2 separate regions of the Drosophila melanogaster genome follow, and region 1 is linked to region 2. The links are chromatin contacts, called in public Hi-C maps. All regions are on one chromosome and are shown on one strand. The core of a region is the stretch at or near the end of the contact, and the rest is flanking DNA. Distances in the headings are between cores, read along the strand shown.

Region 1 (6,146 bases), core at 3,196-5,695, 66 kb before region 2:
AGACATTCGGACAGACGGACGGACAGGCGGGCATGCCCAGAATGACTTAGCACATAATCCATCCCAAGAATACATACGGACACGATTGCCACTATCTGTTACATACTATCCAACGAATCGAGTATACCCTGTAGCTCTACAACTAATAGGAATAATAAAATTGATTCGACATACCACGAATATTATTCAAACCAACAGTAGTAAAGTAACAGATTGTTACTGTTTGGCAATGAAGCTCGTTGTGACATTGTTAGTCCTATCACTAACTGTTTCGGTCGGTGAAAAAAATAAATTGAGTCCCAGGATCGCCGGTGGCTATAGGGCCAAGACCTTTACAATCATATACCTAGTTGGAATCGTCTACTTCAAAAGTCAAACTTCATCCCTGAACTACGGAGCCGGCACCATCATTTCGAATCAATGGATCCTTACAGTCAAGACTGTTCTAAAATATAGCTACATTGAGGTCCACCTCGCATCAAGAAGATCGTATAGGGGCTTTGACATTATAAGGATCTACAAGGAAAACTTCCGCTTTCATTATGATAATGACCATGTAATTGCCCTGGTTAAGTGTCCCTACCAAAAGTTTGATCGTCGAATGGATCGTGTTCGCGTTCCAGCTTATGATACAAGATTCGAACGATACGTGGGAAATATGACCATGGTCTGTGGCTACGGAACCGAAAAACGACATGCTAAGCTGCCCGAATGGATGCGTTGCATAGAAGTGGAGGTCATGAATAACACGGAGTGCGCCAAATACTATACGCCATTGAAATGGTATGAGATGTGCACCTCCGGCGAGGGTTTTAAAGGAGTTTGTGAGGGTGACATTGGTGGTGCGGTGGTCACAATGGGGCCGAATCCAACCTTCATTGGCATCATATGGCTCATGCCCGAAAACTGCAGCATTGGATATCCTTCGGTACACATACGCGTCAGCGATCATATAAAGTGGATAAAGCGTGTATCCGGAGTGGGATTCTGTGAGTATTCCAAATATGAACTATTTTTTTTTTACTAATAAAGGTGAATGGCTAAATTGATTCATTGCAGAACAAGGATGTACGTTTTAATAATGCTGCCCATAAAATAAACAGAAAAATAAATCAAACAAAAATACAAAAAACAAAGTTTTTCTGGAAACAAAGCATGTCATGTCATGTCATGTTTTTAAAAAATATTAATAAAAATTATTGTAAATATTCTGCAAAATGCAGTTTCTTATCTTAACTCTGTTAGTTATTTGAGTACACAGTATCAAATATTTTACAGCTTGGGATTAGCACACCCAAAATACAGGACTCCTAAAAGTCTACTGCCGTATTTAAACTTATTAAACTAAAATAATTTGGTTTGTATTGCAATTTGGGGATATTATATATAACACAATCGTTAAAGTGTTAAATTTATTGTTATTGTAGCCCTGTTACAGTTGAAGTTGCACTATTTGCTTTATTTCGCTCTTTTCTGTTCAGGCTGCGGTTCTTTAGCGCACATTCATTCATTATCGCCATATATATATATATATATATATATATATATATGTGTGTGTATATATATGTATATCTGTATATGTAGTGTGCGGTTCGTCTGGTGTGGCAATAAAAATGGCTTGAATATTTTTCAGTTTGTTATGCATTTTCCTGCCACTTGGGCAGCAACAACAATTATGAATAACTCGCTGCATAATGGCCAGCAAGCTGTTCCCATGAAATTCCTGCATCGATTACCGGGGGTTGGGATATATATTCATATAAATGTATATATATGTATATGTGCATATATCACTCCGCCAATTACGTGGCAAAGGGAACTGAACTGGGAACTGGCAGTCCCGGCGACAGTAATCAAATAATTGTTGCACTCACTGTCATACGTATCGCACTTTGGCTTTAATTATTTGCACAGTTTTTCACTCCGCAATGGACACGTCGTAATAAGGATATGCGGATAAAGTCCTGAATATGCCAAAGATTACTCGATTAATGCAAAGCGGTTCAGTGCGGCATTTCAATTGCAATTGTTTACTATGCAGAGCAGCAAATTGTTAGTTAACTTCTGGTAATAAAAAATTCACATATATGTACCTAATCGATTTCGAAACGAAACAAGTAATCCGAAATTTGTTTTCGTATATGTCAGCAGCGCTTGTATTTCGAAATACACCGATTCGTAGATGTGATGTTAAATATTTGATAAAACACATTTCCCAGTGCCACGACTTTACCAAAATTATTGAGTTTCCTGATCATCTCGCCCGTGCCGCATAAAATTCGCCTCCATTCCCGGCATTCCGATGGACTACAGCTATAGCATTGGCTCCAAGTCGCCAGTGTTCATCAGCAAATGTGCCCCGTACAACTTTCTGCGGGAATACCGCCTAGGCTGCGATTGTAAGAATATACCAGCTGTCACACTGGTTAAGGAAGCCCGCAACGCTTGGCACGCACTCAGTGACCAGGAGCAGTCCTTGTTCGAGGAAGTCCCCTATTTGATGGCCCAATTCGGACCATCCATCGAGTCGGCAATGAGGTTAACCGTCAATGTCCTGTCGCCTCAGCAGGTCACAGTGCAAAGGACGCGCTCTGATGTTCAGTCAAGTAAGCGTAGAATCTGTCGTGGAAATGCCAAGACGCATAGGAAGAAGCGGCAGCAGAAGATGGGTGCAACGAGCCGGAAGCGAAGTCCAGGGATTGGAAGTACCAGGTGTACCAGGTATACATCCCAATTTCACTGGGAAAACCCGCCTCTTTAAAAACCTTGATGAACCCTTTTGACCACCGGATATGCTAGCAATGGAAAATATAGGTACACTGCAATCAAATGTTTTTTTTTTCTGGGAGCTTAAAGGCTCATTTGGGTTTCAAAATGTTATGGTTTAAGTAAATAACTTTGCTGAAAGGTAATTTGATAACTGCATTATTTGTTGCGCTTATCGCTTTTCAACTTAATTTAACACCATTGTTTTAGCCAAAAGCTTTCGATTGGTTAATCTATTAAATTACGCTGTAATTTGAAAATTAATTCGAAAAAGTGTTGTTTTTGTTTCACGCCCTGACCCGCTGATAACCTTGCGACGCCCACCCGCCCACTTGAAATCGAATACGAAATCGAATGATTCATCCACGCACAAACGGAAACAGAAACATTTATTCCACTTGAACGGACTTCATTGGCGATTTAATTGTTGCGGATTTTTTACAGTAAATTCCATTAAAAACTTTTTGAAAATGCATATTATTGAAATTCATATATTCGTGCTTGTTGTTCGGATTGCTGGAGAACAAATTTTGTGGCGCCTATTTAATTATCCAATTACAGCAGCACCATCAGCAGTGCGAGAAATTAACTTAAATGCGAAAATATTCGCCGACGGCACTTTAAACATTTCCATTTTAAAATCAATGCGAAAATGGGCGTGGCATGTGGAGGACGGGGGGGGGGGATGTTTTGGGCTTCTGGTTGGTGGGGCGGAAGCCAAAACACAAACACGAAATATTTCGGCTATCACTTTTGGCTGAATGCGGATGCGGCGGATTCGGTGGATTCGGTTTGGGTTCTGTTTTTGCTTTTCGGTTTTTACTGTCGATATTTTGCACTGTTTGCCAATGTTATTTGTTTGTTATTCCTTGGGCTTTGGTTTTTGCCGACACACGCAATTTTGTGGTCCATTAAAACAGTCAACGGCAGCAAATATCGCTGGTCATGAAAAATTTAATAATTCGTTTAAGAATTAGATGGGATGTAACGGTCGTAAATTAATATGGCCCGAATTAAGGAGAATTAAAAGTAATTCCAGAATCTAAATTTGAGTTTCCAATTTTAAAATATGAATACTTCCATTTAAGTATATTCATCCAAAGACTGTGACACATATTTAGGTCACATAATTGATTCATCAATAAAAAAAATATTGTTCAATTAATATTTATATCGCGCGATATCAACGTTTTGCTTGTTTTTGGTGTGGCACTGTAATTGTACCGCGATAAGCTACGGGCGATTTGTACCTGAGTTGGGTACCGCACATCTCTGATAGCCTCTAGTCGCGTGGAAATTGGCTCAAAACAACAGCAACGGTCGGGAAATTCGTGGAAAACCGTCGAACGAATATAGAAAACTCTACAAAAACGACCAAAGCAAGGTCAAGTAAAGAGACTCACTATCTCTGTCTCGCTCTGCTCTCTGTGGATTGCCACGACTAACGTCACCGAGCGAATGACTCACTGTGACTAATTTTATGGGACTGCACTGTGCCAGTGCCGCTCTCGCTCACGTTCGCTCGCTCGCTCTTTGTGTGGGAGAGCGTATGCGCGCAGCGCTTCGTTTAAGCGACTAACGCACGCGAACGAGCGAGACAGCCGTACAAGCCAGTTGAAAGAGCGAAAACTACAGTGAAAAAACAAGTACAACAACTGCCAGCGGAGGCAGAAATTTTCTTCAATCGCCGCGAAGATTTCACAGCGTTTGGGCGTGTTTTTTCCGTTTCTGCCACAGAAAATCAGCAAATCCCCACATATGCGGGCCCAATTAATTCATAAATAATATACCGACCGAACAGAAAGAACGCCGTCACGGTTCTGCTTTCAATTAAGAATATTGATTTGACAACTTTCGCGATAAATCAAACTCCACTTCAAATTCGCATCTCTCTCTGTACGCGATTGCTTGAATGTGTGTGTGTGTGTGGGCAGAATTTGTATTAGTGCGTGAGCAAATTATTGTATAATCGCCAAAAAAAAAAAACAATAAAAGCAAAACGCCAACGCGAAAAGCAAAAGCTATACAATTAGAAAAACTAGCTGAGCTGCGATACAAGGCAAAACTAAATTGTGTGACTAAAATTTGTCTGTTGAACAGAAAAAAGAAAAGTACAAAATAGTTCAAAAGTACAAATATCGAAGCATTCAAAAACTGTCTGACCTACTGAATTGAATGAATTACCCCAAAGTAATTATAAGTTAAGCTGCCACAAAGAAAACCAGTTGAGCCACTGGAAATCGAGCACGAAACCAGCTGATCCACTGAAAAACCCTCTGCCCCCAGCGCACAAGCAACCCATCGAGCTGCTGAACCCATCGATTGCCCAGTAGTACCACCAGTACAGTAGCCTTCATCATGCAGGCCATCAAGTGTGTGGTTGTGGGCGACGGAGCGGTGGGAAAGACCTGTCTGCTGATCAGCTATACGACCAACGCCTTCCCCGGCGAGTACATACCCACGGTGTTCGACAACTATTCGGCGAATGTGATGGTGGATGCCAAGCCCATCAATCTGGGCCTCTGGGATACGGCTGGACAGGAGGACTACGATCGCCTGAGGCCGCTATCCTATCCGCAAACGGATGTCTTTCTCATCTGTTTCTCACTGGTGAATCCGGCATCGTTTGAGAATGTGCGAGCCAAATGGTTTCCCGAGGTGCGTCATCATTGCCCGAGTGTGCCGATAATCCTGGTCGGCACCAAACTGGATCTGCGCGACGATAAGCAGACGATCGAGAAGCTGAAGGACAAGAAGCTAACACCGATCACCTATCCCCAAGGACTGGCGATGGCCAAGGAAATAGCTGCGGTCAAGTATCTGGAGTGCTCGGCCCTGACCCAAAAGGGTCTGAAGACGGTCTTCGACGAGGCCATACGATCCGTGCTATGTCCTGTCGTTCGAGGACCCAAGCGGCACAAGTGCGCCCTGCTCTAAGAACTTTGAACCCACCCAAAACAAAAACGCGAAGAACTTCAACAAAAACAAAAAAAAAAACGAGAAGAGAAGAGAACAAAGCGCAAAATTCTGTGCAAAATATTCATATTCGCTTTGTTGGGTCTTTAGTTACAGCAGATAGTGTGTGAGTGTGTGTATTGTGTGTGTGTGTGATGTGAGTGCAAGTGTGAGCGCGTCTCTGGGTTGCGAGTGTGACGGCATGAGTGTGTGAATGAGTGAGCGTAGTTTTGTTTTTATTGTCAGCTTTATGTGGGGGAGCAGCAGCCACAAAAACAACAACACAGCTATCAGCAAGGGGGCTACACAGGGTGGGGGCGGGGCCAGGGGTCTCTGGGGGGCAGATCACGGATAGAAAGATATACACATAAGCATATAAGTATGATATTGTGCGTACACAGTAAAATAAATGTGGAAGAACTTCT
Region 2 (5,445 bases), core at 808-3,307:
GCTATTATCCGATATTTTCCCCAGAAAGCTATTAAAAATAGAAATGCCAGTAAAAAACTTTTAAATGCGAAGTTCGCGTAAGTTTAATGACTTTGATGACGTCCGTTTTACCTAAATAATCATGACAAGAGAGGAAAAAAAATTCAAGACAACAAAAAAATGTTTTTTTTCCCCCATTTCGTCACGATTAAATTATATTGTTCAATAAAATTAGTAAGCAATTAAACATATTGTTATATTCTTATATTCATAGCTTTTTCTAGAATAGAATGACAAAACCATTTTAAAAACCTAATTTTTATGAGACTATTATAGTTTCCACGACAATTAAAAGGATGTTGGCTTCCTTGGGGTTTCTAGCTTCTTTCGGCTATCGCCGACAGCTCCGATACCGTGCACCCAGCTGCTGTTGTCGCAGGAAAAGGGCGATACCGAATCGGAATACGAATCCAGAAACTCCGAAGAGAAGGAGAAACCAGCCAAAGAAAGCGACGAAACGAAGTGGCGCAGCGCAATTAAAGGACGACCGACAATGAAAATAAAAAAAACCACCACGCAAAGGCAAAATGCATAGCAATGCAGAGGGAAAATAAAGAAAACAGAGAAAAGTGTAAACTGTAACCCAATAGCAGAACAACCACCGATAAAAGAAAACTACGCAGGATAATAATGCGTGTTCTTCTCACTCTTCCCCTTTCTTTCTTTTCTTCTTCTTCGTCGCTGCAGCGGCAGCTGTACCAGCTGTTTTCCGCACTAACACACGCACACTGCCCTCTCGATAAACCGCAACACGTGTGTATGCGTCTGCTGCTGGTGTTGCTGTCTCTGCCCACAATTATTAAATATTTAAAGCCATATACAAAACGTTTTTGGGTTTAACGTTATACTCTTTTACGTGACAAATGCCAGAGATTAGTTTAAAAAAAAGCAAACGAAATGGCAGCAGCCAAAGCGATCACACTGGTTGTCCCACTCTAGCCTGCACACGCACGCACACAAAGAAACGCACACGCACACCGTTGTGAGTTGGAATGTTGATTTCATGAAATTTTAAAAATGGTCGCATCGCATATCATTATCAGCTTTTCAGAGGAACAAAAAGTTAAACAGCTTTTCCAACAATCGCACTTACATTAATGCGTATTTTGATTTTTCCTTCCGACTGCTTTTTTGCTTTCTGCACCACTTCACACGCGCTTTATTTACTTTTTTATTGTGCCACTAGTCCGCTGGCACATACCCACTTACATTCACGTCCGTACTTCAGTTTGGGTGATTAATTTAGGTTTTCGGTTAGATATAAGTAATGTTATTGCTTGCTGGTTGTTTGAGCAGTATTCCAAAGGCCACTGAAATGCACTGTCAATAGTTGTTCGTCCTCGGCGACTCGCTAGATATAATTTACAAATTTTCGTCTCGCTTCTTAGCAAAAATGGACGACGATGCTTGCGTGACGGGACGTGAACAGAGTGACCGCATGGCGACCGCTAATATTGGTTGCCCTGCTAACGGATCTATACCAAAAAATACTTTATGGTTCTACCAAATATAGCAAAAACTTCAAATAACCGAAAAGTCTGGGGAGAACATTTTTCAATTGCATATTCTATGTACTTTCTTGAGTCCTATAACCTTAAGTCGTTTGTAGAAAGTTAGCATTATTGCATTTTTATTTTTATGGAATTCAACTCCAAGTAACAAAAAATTAATAAATAAAAAACACCCTCATGTTCTAAATTCCACCGTTCCTTGAAGCCGCTAACTCATCGACGCCAAATTAAAAATAATTTGTTCTATAATAAGAATCCTTTTCTTCTATCTTTTAAAAAACCTTAAAAAGCCTATCTTATGCTTTTTATAAATTATTATTTTATTATTACGATTATTAATCGAAGAACGTTTAAAAAATGAAAACCTTACATGGGAGCATAATAAAATTTAAGTTGTCTTAAAAATATTTAATTTTGAAATATCACTTAAGTTCAAAGTTTTTAGTATTTTAATCAAGCATCATATTTAGTATATTTGATAAGCCGGAAGGTTTTCTATAGCCGTCAATGCGCGGTCCCACCATTCAATTCAACGACAAAGTAGGAAATATTTTCCACTCCTGATATCAAATATTTTTGCACTTTTATAAGCGTCGCCAGGCAATTTTTTTATCCGCGTCTTTGCCGTTTTTACAGCCAATAAAACCAACGACCTTGCCCAGTGCGTGTGCCTTCGTCACCAGTGGAAAAACATTACGTAGGGGCGCAGGACGGAAGAAAGCAGGAAAAGAAAAGATCTATAAATATTTTTAATCGCCGTGAAAGTAGCCAGCAGATTTTAGTTGCAAAATATTATTTCATTTGCGGTGCGAGGACACAGTAATCTGCGAAAATGGTCTTGAAAGTCTACGTCAGCGGCATGTCCGGCAATAAGGAGGTGAGTTTGTGGGCGTGGCGGGCTTAAAACCGAAATAGTGTCATGTTATTGGAATGTTTGGCCCTGGTATTAGCGACAAACAGATAAAAAGGAAAAGAAGCAAACTAAAGTGGTGACGAACGCATTGCAAATTCTATTTCTTCTGCTGCGTTTCGTCTTTGTGTGTATGTACGTGAGTTGGACAATGATGATGATGTAGTGTGTGGTATGTAAGTCTGTATGTCTGTACAGTCAAAGAAAAACAAGTGGGTATTTTCGTGAGTGCCCTTGTGTGCGAGTGTTAGTGGTGGCAAGAAGCAGAACAAACATACATTTCATTGCCCATATAAGCTCATTCCACTGTGAACTGTAAATTGTTCATGGAAGAGAGGGATTTCCATTGATCGCAGTTGCGTGGGTGCGTGTGCATGTGTGTGTGTGTGTACATGCGTGAGGGGTGATTCACTTCCCCCTCTCACTCTTTCGGTGCCTTTGTTCAATTGGCAATCTTCCTCTTCCAATAAGAACAAAAACATAACGGTCATTGTACGGTTCACAATTATTTGTTTTTGTCCTGTCTTTGTACACTTTAAAAAAGCGTTGGGAAACACATATTCTTATCGTAAGATAAATGCTGGGGTGCAACAAACCATTTTAATTAGCCTTATCATATCGCGTGGTTCTGGCGTTCTTTTTACGTACATATGTTTATATCGGCGGGGAGTTGGCTTTGTGTGCGCTTGTGTGCGTTTGGGCTTGCCGGTAACACTTCATTAGCGATTTGTCATCGCTGTAATTAACAGCGTTGTCAAAGGTAGCTACACTGAACAAAACGATACATGTTAAAGGTATTTTATATACTTTAATTTTTAACTTTCTTTTCAAATTTAAATGCTTTCACTGACCGTCGAAATCCAATTTTACAGGTGAAGAAGCGCCAGCAGCGCGTTCTGATGATCCTGGACAGCAAGAACATCAAGTACGACACGGTGGACATCACGGAGCCCGGCAAGGAATCCGAGAAGGAGCTGATGCAAAACAAATCGACAAGCAACGGTGGAACGGTCAGCGATCCAGAGCCCCGTCATCCGCTTCCTCCGCAGCTGTTCAACGACGACGAGTACTGCGGTGATTACGACGCCTTTGACATGGCCAACGAGATCGATACCCTGGAGGTGTTCCTCAAGCTGGCTCCAGCCGACACCACGGCAGTTAGTACCGCCCAAATCGAACTGAAGCAGGAGAACGGCGATGCCAAGAAGGAGGAGGCGGAAACGGAGGCGGAGGATAAGAAAACGGAGGCCGGCGATGGCGATGTGGATGTCAAGGAGGAGGCTGCTGAGAAGGCCGAGGTTTGAACTTGAGCTATTTTCACGTATTTTCCGTTAACTGTTACGACGCAACAAACGCAGCCAGCAATCATCTGCAGCAGAGCAATAGAATTAACAACAACAGCAATGTCTTGAAACTAAAGCCCTTACACTTAACAGCAGAAATAACACCCAATGTTTACCTAACAGCACAGATACTACCAACTTTCTACATACATATATCAATATTTTATGGAGCCCGTCTTCGATTTCTATGCCCATAGGGATTTGGGGGAGTTGTATAGATAATTGCAGAATATGAAGTGCAATCTTCCTTTTAAATTATACAAAATTTACAAAACTAACTTTTAAAACTACGAGATTTATTTAGAGACTTTTTAGACCTTCATCGGTAGAGCATGAAATCGAAGATCTTTCAATTTTTAACGAATTCATTATGACTACTGCGGTTCTTAAGCTAAGTTCATGAGCGTATTTAAACGAGGGCATTCGATTGTGTTGGCCCCCGGTGAAAAGACAATTTTAATCAAAATATTTATATTCATTAACTGACATCCAAACAACTTGTATGTACCATTTATACACACCTGTAATAAGGACTCGGAATACTTACTCGGAGCACTTAAGCCTAAGTTGGAGTAGTGTAGAGAGCTGAAATTTATTGTGCAGCCGTTATGTTAATGCTAAAACATAAAAAAGCGCTGCCCCTGTAATAAAAGGAAATATATTTGTATTAACTAAAAAAAAAAACTATAACCAATCGCAAGCTTGTTTTTCTAACACTATGCAACACACTCAAACTCTAACACCAACTTATCAACGGCTAGTTTAACAATGAGAATGTGACAACTTAATTTACAAAAAGGCTTTTTTAATACCAAATATCTATAGAGAGATTTTCCAAAGTTGGTCTTTAGGTTTGACGAAAAAAACTTTTCACGAAAAGTACAGGAATATGGTGAATTTCAATATTCTTGAGCAATTTTGTTGCCTTAAAGACCGACTTTTTCGAAACAGTTTCGTAATGTAAAAACATTACTAACAATTGAGTGATTCTCTAAAGAACGAAGACGGCAAGGACAAGGAGAATTCAAAGGGCGAGGATGAAGACGCAGATGAAGAGAATGCCGAGCAAAAGGTAATAGATCGATAGATCCTGCATGACCGAACCATAACTCTAGGCTTTTAGAGCTTATAGGAGCTAACAAAGGCATGATCTCTTGCACTGTAGTAGCCTAGCGATTGTCTGATCTTGTAAATACAACTTCCACTTTACCCCCCCCCCCCCCAAAAAAAAAAAAAAAACGAAAAACCACCAATCAACAACCCACAAAACATTCGCACCCCTAATCCCACCACCCACAAAAAGACTGAAACCGAAGAATCTGGGGACAAGAAAACGGAGGAGAAAACTACAGGTAAAGTAGGAAGATCGTCCCTAGACTCTAATCAAAATTTCTACCCCGTAAAGACGCTGAAGGTGAGACCCAAGAAAAGTCTGAGGAAGTGGATACCAAGGAAAAATCAGAGGTTGAGAGTACCAAAGATGATGAGGTTGGAAAATCCGAGGATGTTAAAGATGATGAGGATGAAAAATCCGAGATTGTAAAAGATGATAAGGAAAACTCCCAGGATGTTAAGGATGATAAAACTGAAAAATCCGAGGATGTTAAAGATAAATTAGAGGGAAGTGAGGAGACCGCAGAAA

What was found. Hi-C and Micro-C count contacts between places; a contact is called where the count stands out from the background.
Region 1: a Hi-C map of the OSC cell line shows a contact between it and region 2, with 10 times the contacts expected there. A contact is called at or near these places in 12 of 107 Hi-C or Micro-C datasets (the D17-c3 cell line, the Kc167 cell line, the ML-DmBG3-c2 cell line and 4 more).

What each region holds. Positions count from the first base shown.
Region 1 is chr3L:7,433,489-7,439,634 of dm6, reverse strand. It overlaps Rac2 (Rac2,), which reads left to right and starts at 4,445. Exons shown (of 1, transcript NM_001274588.2): 1 at 4,445-6,146. The coding sequence starts at 5,125. The coding sequence ends at 5,703. The region is part of intron 1 of CG42458; the gene reads right to left. CG14835 reads left to right here and starts at 2,169. Exons shown (of 1, transcript NM_139865.2): 1 at 2,169-2,827. The coding sequence starts at 2,303. The coding sequence ends at 2,761. sphinx1 reads left to right here and starts at 230. Exons shown (of 2, transcript NM_168214.2): 1 at 230-989; 2 at 1,060-1,214. The coding sequence starts at 230. The coding sequence ends at 1,061. It also overlaps sphinx2.
Region 2 is chr3L:7,365,872-7,371,316 of dm6, reverse strand. Sh3beta (Sh3beta,) reads left to right here and starts at 2,057. Exons shown (of 6, transcript NM_001202128.2): 1 at 2,057-2,427; 2 at 3,333-3,758; 3 at 4,801-4,875; 4 at 5,107-5,155; 5 at 5,209-5,445. The coding sequence starts at 2,383. It overlaps akirin (akirin,), which reads right to left and starts at 1,474. Exons shown (of 4, transcript NM_168211.3): 1 at 1,249-1,474.